Linked DNA regions of Mus musculus: region 1 is linked to region 2. Evidence: chromatin contacts called from public ChIA-PET data. All regions are on one chromosome and are shown on one strand. The core of a region is the stretch at or near the end of the contact, and the rest is flanking DNA. Distances in the headings are between cores, read along the strand shown.

Region 1 (4,802 bases), core at 2,009-4,508, 240 kb before region 2:
ATAAAGATCCATACACAAAGAAACTGAGCATCTCAAATCCCACCGCACTGATCTGTGACAGGATACCAAAAAACAAAAAACAAAACAAAACAAAAAAACCATGGCTAGTTTGCATCACAATAATCCTGTGAAGGTAAATAACAGTCTAGATTTCAGAGTTAGTACAAAAAGGAGTGTGAAATATTCTCTTTTCCATTAATTTTTATAATGATGGCATGCTGAAATGATACAATTTTTGGTATATTAACTAAAATATATTCTTAAAATTAACCCATTGCTTCTTTGCAGTTCGGGTTGGGTACCAGAAAATGTGAGTGCACCCATGGCTCAAGAATCATTGCTGCTGGATGATGGAGTTCTAGTGGAACACAAAACTCAGACCGTAAATGAGGCACTGGCTGGCTTCTTTGCTTAGGGGAACAAATGAGTCAAGCATTTCAAAGAAAAGAATAGTGTCTGCTGTATAGACTAAGAATAGCTTCTTTAGATCCAGCCAAAGAATGGCAGTGACCACAAGGGGCCACTATCCAACCAAATTCTGCACCATATGGGATGTAACTAGTGGTCTGTGATTCTCGGTGACTTCCAGGAATCTTCCTTAATTTGGAGGTGTCTTGAAAACAATCTTCCTTCCCATTCACCTGCTGTCCTACTGCCCTGAATGTCACTATGACGGCTGATGCTCTAGCAGCCACAATGAACATGGATATGAAGGTCACACTCAGACATAGTAGGGTACTAGGAGGAAGATTCCTGACTTATTGTAGATTTCTATTTGAGAAAGAAACAGTGTCCAATCTTGTTCAGACCAGTGTTTTCAGGGTTTCCCATTATATGTGGCATTGGGCACTGACCTTTGAGTTATTCAGGAAAGACTCTAACAGCAAACCCAGCTTCCTTTGCAGCTCCTGTAAGTCTCTGGAGACACTCGGGGGCTCTTCTTTGGCCATCTTGAAATGTCTGTCAGTCTCACTCTAGAGTAAACTCTCTACCAGGAAATGCATTACTGTAGTACGTAGCCCAATCTCTCATGTCCCCCCGTCTCTTGCTATCGCTGAAGGAAACAAAAAAAAAAATAATTATTAGCAATCTCCAAGGAGCTCGGACCATCCCCAATACATTAACAGCAGGCATGCAGATGAATATAATTTGACAATATTTATCAATTTAAGCTGCACATACTTTGACCCAGCAATTTATTTTTTATGAACCTAAATAAGATAGATATGTGAAAAATACTCATAGGATGTATATCATATTCCTGTTTGTTACATAAAAAGACCAGCAAGATAGGAGGAAAAAGCTAAATCCATTTATTATTTATTATGAACACTTCACTGTTTTATACACACACACACACGGTGTAGAAAAAGATCCAGAAAGGCTATTCTCCGAGAACTTATGCCAAACAAGAAAACTGATTGTACTGTACTATTCAATCTCACCCCTCCCCCTTCTCGCTACCCTACCACTCCAGGCTTCCTTTGCTCTGACAACAGGGGCTTGGGGTGCTTTTTCTTCTTTCTTTGGCTCCCAAGAACCTTGTACAATGCCACACTTTATTTATGTGTGGTGAGGTCTTCACTAACAAGACCTGTCCCCGAGGCCTTGGCACAATTATTTTCTGTGATTCAACAACAGCCTGGAATGTATAAGACAGTCCCTTTCTCACGTCGTTTATGCATTTTTCATTATGGCAATGAATCAAATTAGATATGCTTTTAACCCCGGCTGAGTTTTCAAATAAAAATATTATTCTATATTAATATATTATTCTTATTTCATGTCTCCTAGAACACCTTTCTGGGTTGGAAAGCATAGGATCTCCTTGCAGCTAACCTAGTGTTCTTATAAACCTGCGCTCAGTAGATTCTATCACAGTGCCCCAAATGACTGAATATACCACTTGCCCATTATGTGCAAACACACCTTACCAGTGTCTACACTACAGAGCCTAGTATGCACACCTCCATCACACCAGCTAAAGATTCTCTCCCCTTGGTCAGGGGAGAACCAACGTCAGCACCATTATTTATGTTGTTAAAGCAGCAGCTCCGAGTTAGTGCTGAATTTAGATGGCCCCAGGCTTCAGTTTACCTAATCACATTTCTACAGCGGGCTACAAGTCAAAATACACCATTACAACTCGTCTTTGGCCTGGGAAACATGCAAATGCCACGGAACCGGTCTGGGGAGTCTGCTGAAAGCTAGGGTAGGAAGAATGCGGAGGAGGACCGCAGTCAGGCACACTCATCTACCTAGCCACCAATTTTCTGACCATCTACTCCTTCTAGGGTCCTCTTCAGAGCAGCATCACAGGGAAGGTGGGAAGGCACCACCCCAACCAGCCTAGAGGTGCCCCGCCTACTCTCCGTTTTAGGGGGCCTAACCAGGTTCTCTAAGATCGTGCTCCGCCCCTTCTAAGATTCCAAATAAAGCTTTGCCTCCGGACTCTCGCGTCTTGCAAGCAAACCGCCACCGCGAACGTTCCAGCTGCGGGTCCGGTCGAATCCCCAGATGGGGGCAGGCCTTCGGGGCGCCTGGGAATCTATCCTGGTCCCCATTTCCGATGAGGGTTGAGACTTTCTGTTCTAAGGCTAGGGATCCATGGAGGAAACCGGTGTGATGCAGATGGGGGTCTGATCACGACTACGGGGCATAGAAACTAGGAGATCCGAACTCAGGGGAATTGGGCATCTCGTCACTGATCATCTGGGGCAAACCCACCTTTGACACCTGTAGCTCCCTCCTGCTGTGGCGAATAGCACCCTTGTTGACCAATCCTAGGGAAAAGGTGCGGACGCCGAGACAAGACTTTATTTACATCTTCCCATGCACGTTTCCCAAGAGGAAGTAGGACCTCTGCGTGGGTTGGCATTGGTGGCCTTCCCCGCACGTCCCCCACCTCCGGCCCCCAATCTAGCTACTAGTGGGTAAGCACGGGATGGCTGGAAATGGTGGATGAGATCTCCCCATGAGCTCCTACCCGCGCCCAGCAACTCCAGGCGACAAAGTTCATCACCAACCCAGAAGCCGACGGCAACAACAGGCGAAGGAAGCTAGTGCTTTTCTCCCGCGACCGCCCCTGAACTCCTCCGCTTCCCAGGCCGAGCTGGGAGGCTTCAGCCAGCCGGGGTCCTCTACTCCACACCCCATCTTTGCTCTCACCTGGTGCTGGCTGCCGCGAAACCCCGCCCTGCAGCCACAGAGGGCGCAAAGCGAAGTGGAAGGAAGACAAGAAGGGACGCAGGCCTGATTAGGGGTGAAAGCTGGACCTCCTCCTCCTCACCAGCAAGCGCTCTTCCTCTAAGGCCGAAGCCCCGCCCTTTCTGCCCCGCCCCTCGCAGAGGCTCCGCCCCTCGACTCTTCCTTGCTGAGCTCTGACGCTGACCATCTGTCCAGGCTTGGGTCCCCGCCCTGCCTACCCAGCCCGACTGGGAAGGATCCGGTATCTAGATGGCTAGCCGCGCGGCTGCCACCTTTGCTAGGCCACCCTGCTTCTTCTTCCTACACACTCTAGGAACAACCCCCACAAACTTCTGGATTCTAGAGGATGACTAACGAGTAAATGAGCGCTTGGAGACAGTCTCTTCCTACAGCAGTGGCTTGGAGTGAAAGTTCTGGGGCCACATCTTAGGAGAACTGGCAACCAAAGAAGGGGTTTTAGAGACAGAACTAGTTCTGGATTTGCCCCCAGAGTTCAAGTCATACCAGTCAATCAGTTAGGTACCTCCTGTACTGGAAGGTCCTAGTCATTACGCAAATGCAAGTGTTAGCAGTTAGAGAATCTTAGAGATGGATTATCTCCGTTTTACAGTTTTGAAGACAAAAACGAAGGAAGAGCTAGAAGGATTAAGTTCACAAATAAACTCAAATCCTCGTCTCAAGGACCCGTGATAGAGACACCCATGTTTGCTGGTTCCAAGTCTGAGGTGCCTCGTTCGTTACTCAATGTCAATACTGGCATTTAAGATGGGATGAATCTGTTTCTGAGATGTCCTGTGAGCACTGTGGGCTGCTTGGTAACATTCCTGGGCTCCACCCACGAAATAAAAACAAACACATTAACAGCCCCTCCCAGCTGTGATAACTTAAAATGCTTCCCAGGGGTTGGGGATGTGGCAAGGTCAGAAGCACTGTCTTTGAGCTTAGAGCAGAAAACTACAGGCTGGGGCTGTGGAGGCCCCATCTCAGGGCCCAAGTCTGGCTACGACTGTGTGACTGTGTGCTGAAATTACCTTTCTGAGCCACGTCTTCTTTACCCATTAAATGGGGAGAAGGGCAAGCCCAGGTACTTGTCTGCTACTAAACAGGTCTGTCTTAGTCAGGGTTTTACTGTTGTGAACAGACACCATGACCCAGGCAAGTCTTACAAAAAACAACATTTAGCTGGGGCTGGCTTACAGGTTCAGAGGTTCAGTACATTATCAAGGTAGGAGCATGGCAGCATTTAGGCAGGCATGGCACAGGCAGAGCTGAGAGTTCTATGACTTCATCCAAAGGCTGCTAATGGAAGACTGACTTCCAGGCAACTAGGGTGAGGATCTTAAGCCCACACCCACAGTGACACACCATTCCAACAAGGCCACCTCTCCAAATGGTGCCACTCCCTGGTCCAAGAATATACAAACCATCACATTCCACTCCCTGACCCCCATAGACTTGTTCAAACACATGAGTCTATGGGGGGCCATACTTAAACATAGCATAATGAAAAATGCATTTAGTCCAGTTTTCAAAGTCCTCATAGTCTATAGCAGACTCATGTTAAAAGTTCAAAGTTCAAGGTCTCTTCTGAGATT
Region 2 (4,948 bases), core at 725-3,224:
GTTAGATTTTTCTCTATAAAGAATGAGGAAGCATTAGGAAATTGATCACTTACCATGTGATGAACTTGAGACTTAGAAGTCACATGACTCTAGAAACCACAGCTGTGCACTTGTGATCATCTAAGTATACTTTTAAGGCATTTGCAGGCAGTCATTTATCATTTTTGTATCAGGTTGTTTCCTCATCTTTTGAATCATTTTACAATCTGCTTTCTTGCCTTTTACTAAATGCAAAAAATGTAATCTTATCTTCAGTTAAGTATTTTTCTCAACTCTTTAGGTGACCAAAAAGTGAACAGTCCATGTGTTAACCAGATGTTTGAGGACTAATTAGCTATAATCAGCTAAATTCCTCAGTGGCAGATACCCATATGCTACCTAGAAGCAGGGAATTAATGTATAATCAGCAGTTCGCTTTCAGAGAGGTCTACTGAGCTACCATCCCAAGGAAGCAAACAGCCTGTACACATAGAGGTAGTGTAGCAGGCAGGCCATTTTTTTATTATAGTTCCAGGGCGTACAAACTCAAGACAAAGTTCTGCCTTTAAACAAGGAATGCCTTGGGAAACTGAGAGAGACAAAGGAGTGACAATTTGAATCTGAAGTGTTCAGGTTCATGTGTTTGAATATTTGGTGCCCACTAGGTGACTAGGGAAGCTATAGAACATTTGGGACCGTGGCCTTGCCAGCAGGAGGTGGTCTCTGGGAGTGAGGATTTAAGGTGATGTGTGCTCCAGATCCCAGGCTAACTTCTCTGCTCCCTCATCTGCCGTTTTGTGAGGAGCTGCCTACGCACATCCTGCTGCAGTGGTGGACTGACTGTATCTTCTGGAACAGCCGACATAAATCTTTCATCCCATTAAGTTCCTTCTGTCGGTAACATCAATTAGAAAAGCAACTAACACAGTGGCCAACCCAGAAATCCACTGCCCTCCTAAGCATGCCCCCTTTGCACATGTGTAGGTAGTCAGACTTACTTTAAAATAGTTGTGATGGGGGAAAAAGCAAAAAATTGGACTGTGGACCAGTGATATGAGAAGGCACAGTTTTGGGTTATTTTGGGTAAACATGCAACTCAGTTCTAAAACCTAGAGACCAAAATGCTTCATTACTTTGTGTATATGGTATGCACCTGTGTTGGCATGCTTGTATTATTTGACAAGTATCCCTCAGACTAGCCAGCTGCATTGGTTTCACTCCTCAGGCCTTAATTATATATATTGTCTCATGAGTATCTAGTCATTGACTTAGGGGATGGATTCTGAATGCGTTTGTTATTGTGTGGATGCCGCTAGTGTCATTCACTTCATATCTTGATTTAGTCTGGGGACATATTACATGTGATATGTATGAACTTGCTGCCAGAGTCACACAGCAACCTTTTAACAACAGAGAAGTAACATCGACAGTATGTAGCCACAATGTAACTGTGTTAAAATATTATAGTCGGTACATAAGTATATATGCTGTGTGTACTTTATACATCTGGCAGTATAGGGTGTTCATCTGTGTAAGCATCTTCATGAACAAGTGAACACTTTCTCCACAGCATTGGGGTGGCTGTGGTGGCACTAAGAACTACATAATAATCTTATGGGACCACCATCGTGATTATAGTCCATTACTGATAGAAACGTCATTATACAGGATGTGATTGTGTTTAAGGTGTGACACCTAAGGACCAGTGACAATAATGAAAGTAAAGAAACGGTCTTGGGTCAAGTTGGAAGGTGTTGGTCATGTGACTCAAGGTTATTTCCTAGAAATATAATTACTGCACATATTTCCTTTTTAAAATATTGTATCTTTCCTTCCTTCATGCCTCTTTCCTTTTGCATTTTTGAGATTGTTTGGTATAGCAAGTCTTACCCAGCTCTAACTGGACCTGCAGTTTTTGCTTGCTAGTATAGGGCATTTTAGGACAAAGACACTGTTAAAAGCATGGGCATAGAAACAGACGGGTCTTGTTTGTTTTGGCAGAGGAAACTGCTTTCCCCACTAAGTAGCTCTGGCAAGATCTACTCTCTGAAGGTGATCTTCCAGCCTAAGTTCCCAGTGAGAGGAGCAAGCTATCAGTTTTTCCTCATGATGTATGCAAGCTTCTAGAAGCTGTTACCATTGGACAGGACACACTTTGCAGTCTTTTTTGAAAAGGCCACTCAGAACCTGTAAGCTGCCAGGTGGGACTAGGAGTCTCTGTGGTCTTGTTTAAAGACTTAGAGGATGGCTTCTGCCAGCACGGTTGGCTCAGCCTCTGGCTGCTGTAGAAAAACTGAGGCTTTCATGTTCTCAGGTCCTGGTCTTTAGTATTTGATAAGTAAGAACATAGCCGGGTGTGGTGGTGCACGCCTTTAGTCCCAGCACTCGGGAGGCAGAGGCAGGCGGATTTCTGAGTTAGAGGCCGGCCTGGTCTACAAAGTGAGTTCCAGGACAGCCAGGGCTACACAGAGAAACCCTGTCTCGAAAACAAACAAAAAACAAACAAACAAACAAAAACAACAAGAAGTAAGAACATGGACTCAGCTCTACAAACTGTTTAGATGGACGTTGGAAACATGAATTTCATATTGCTATTATGTGGGAATGCCAGTGTTGGTAGCTTCTTGCTGCAGAATAGACTGACCATGGAGAAGGACATTGGGTTGGTGGTTTAAGACAGTCTTGGGGCAGATCTGACACTTGGTTGACCTGTTTTTGGTATAGCACTTGCCTGTTTCACAAGGGGTGGCAGGCTCCCTATCAACACCAATACAGCATTCCTCCGAGCAAGCTTGTTGACCTAACTAGGTACAGCAAATAGCCAGCTTACTCTGGGCTGCTTACTGGGTTGTGTGGGCTTGGGGAGTGGGACACAACTGCTTACCTCCAGTCAAGGTCTAAAATGAGGAAGGAAAGGGAAGACAGTAAACTCCACGGTGTGGTGTCTATCACCCATTGTTCAGATTGGAGTCACTTGTTTTTCTCCTTGTAAGAAGCAAGGGAGCAATTCATTATAACAGGAGGAAATTTTCTTGTCTTCAGAGGGTTCCAGATTAGAACTGCAGTTTCCTTTAAATGGCAATGATGTGAAGGTAGCCCCAGAATATTATACTTTGAAAAGACAAGTGAAGACCCCTTGTTTTAATGTTGGAGTCACAGAAACTCAGAGAGGCCAAATGGTTTGTTGAAGGGATACATTGCTTATGGAAGTCCTGGATGAGAGTCCAAGGTGTCCTTGGAATTTACTCTGCATATAGATTCACCCTTTGGAATACATTTATGTGTTGATAAAGAACATTTTCTTCTTGGTGCACCATTATCTTCCCAAGGGGTCTGGCATGCCCTGACACACATCATAGCAGAGAAGAGTAAGCAAGGCCAGCGATAGAGATCAGAGAGTGTGGAGTCAGACTGGTTACTTTAAGCCAACTCCCTGAATTTTATTATTTTCCTGCTTTTATAAAATGAAAAAAAAAAAAGTTAACTTATAGCGATGTAACGATCCAAGTGTGATAGTTCACATCAGTCTCAATACATATTAAGTGTGGGCATCGTAAGTGTGCATGCGTAAAGGTCAAAGGTCAATGTCAGGTGTCTTTCTGCCCCGTGTTTTCTGAGATAAGGTCTATCACTGAGCCCAGAGCTTATCACTTTGGCTGGCTAGTCTGCAAGCCCCAGGAACCTTCCCTGTCTTCACCACCTGCCCCAGAACTGGGATTAGATAGACATGGCTTATCACACCCAGTATTTACATGGGTGCTGGAGACCCAAGCTGAAGTCCTCATGCTTTTTGTGGCTGACACTTTACTATGAGCCAATCTCCCCAGCACCCTGTAATGATTTTCAAGATATAGCTATTACTATATGTTAATACATGGACCAACCGTTTTGGCTTTCTTTTCTTCCATTTCCTGTTTATTGTCATTTAAGAACCCAAACAAGACCCACCTTTCTGTGAAATCTCAGTGAAGTCTTAGCAGGCTGGTTTTATTTTGTAATACTGTTGTGTGGTTTCCAAATCTGTAGAGCCTATAACAATTTACTTCTTAGGCTTGTTATAAAACTGCAGCTATAGCCCCAGACCTTAGTATCCTTCTGAGTCGCTCTCAAGTTTTCTTTGTAGTTCTCTTATCTCTCCATTTTTTCTGTCTCCATTTACATCAGGCTCCAGTGAGGGTTGGTCCTCCACAGTGGTTTGGCTGAACAGCCAAGAGCAAGCCACTTGAAGACAGATTTGCCTGGTTGTCACCTCATGGAACTACCAAAGAGATAGGTGCAGCTGAAACTAGAGCACCTCCAGGGACCTGGGGCCTATAAGGATTGCCCTTGGGGCCTAGTGTCTGCTTCAGGCCCGAGGCTGGGTTGAGCTGGGCAGGTAGTGAAGCCTGTCCTCAGGAATGGCAGCCAGGGCTGGTACAGAGGAAGGATGGGTCTGGAGGCTGACGTGCAGAGAAAGGAGGGAAGGAGGCAGAAGCAGCTGGAGGACAAAAGCTGGATACTATGATGACCCATTGTAAGTGGAACAAAGTTCCTGACAGTAAATACATATTCAAAGGAGTATGCAGGCTTAGAATAGGTACCCCAGTTATTGTATGTGTGCATGAGTAGTTCCCCCTCCCCTACTGAGGTTTTCAGTCACCCCTTTCCCACCTCTCTTTTGTTCTTGGCTCTGTTTGACTCATTTGTGCCACAGAGCTAAAGCAGGAGAGCTGTCACTTGAGACATTTGACTTGCCCTGATAGAGCTGGGCTGGCTACTGAAGAACAATTCCTTCGGTAAAGGAAGCTTTGGTCTGTCAGTGACTGTGTGATAGCAGTAATAATAATGATTACAGAGGCGGACCCTTCATTGACTGCTTCTGTGCACCAGATGCATGGACCATCTCATTTCCTCCACTCAAGAGTCCTGAGGCGCAGTGGAATAAGCTGCAGACAGGTCTGGTTAATAGATGCCTTCACTGTGATGCACC

Evidence for each region. ChIA-PET counts read pairs in DNA pulled down with a chosen protein or histone mark.
Region 1: a contact with region 2 is called in an RNA polymerase II ChIA-PET map of memory CD8 T cells, with 8 times the contacts expected there. The contact joins the promoter of Tmem159 here to the enhancer-like site in region 2. A contact is called at or near these places in 13 of 39 promoter capture datasets (the 3T3-L1 cell line, cancer-associated fibroblasts, cranial neural crest and 6 more), 1 of 15 datasets of contacts at CTCF or cohesin (the NIH/3T3 cell line), 92 of 484 Hi-C or Micro-C datasets (the 3T3-L1 cell line, the AtT-20 cell line, B cells and 49 more), 25 of 115 datasets of contacts at active chromatin or transcription factors (astrocytes, bone marrow-derived macrophages, effector CD8 T cells and 13 more) and 5 of 9 other capture datasets (adipose tissue, embryonic stem cells, liver and 2 more).

The regions. Positions count from the first base shown.
Region 1 is chr7:120,100,882-120,105,683 of GRCm38.p6, reverse strand. Tmem159 (transmembrane protein 159) reads right to left here and starts at 3,258. Exons shown (of 5, transcript NM_145586.1): 1 at 3,169-3,258; 2 at 855-1,054. The coding sequence starts at 950.
Region 2 is chr7:119,863,382-119,868,329 of GRCm38.p6, reverse strand. All of the region lies in intron 1 of Dcun1d3 (DCN1, defective in cullin neddylation 1, domain containing 3 (S. cerevisiae)), which reads left to right. It also overlaps a transcript of Rexo5 not described here. Among named protein-coding and RNA genes, the nearest start is that of Dcun1d3, 30 kb to the left of the region's middle. Within about 2 kb of position 1,974, at least 19 of the 459 cell types and tissues checked have an H3K27ac peak or open chromatin away from gene starts, as enhancers often do. A contact at or near this core is called in liver, memory CD8 T cells, natural killer cells and 2 more, where this site is marked.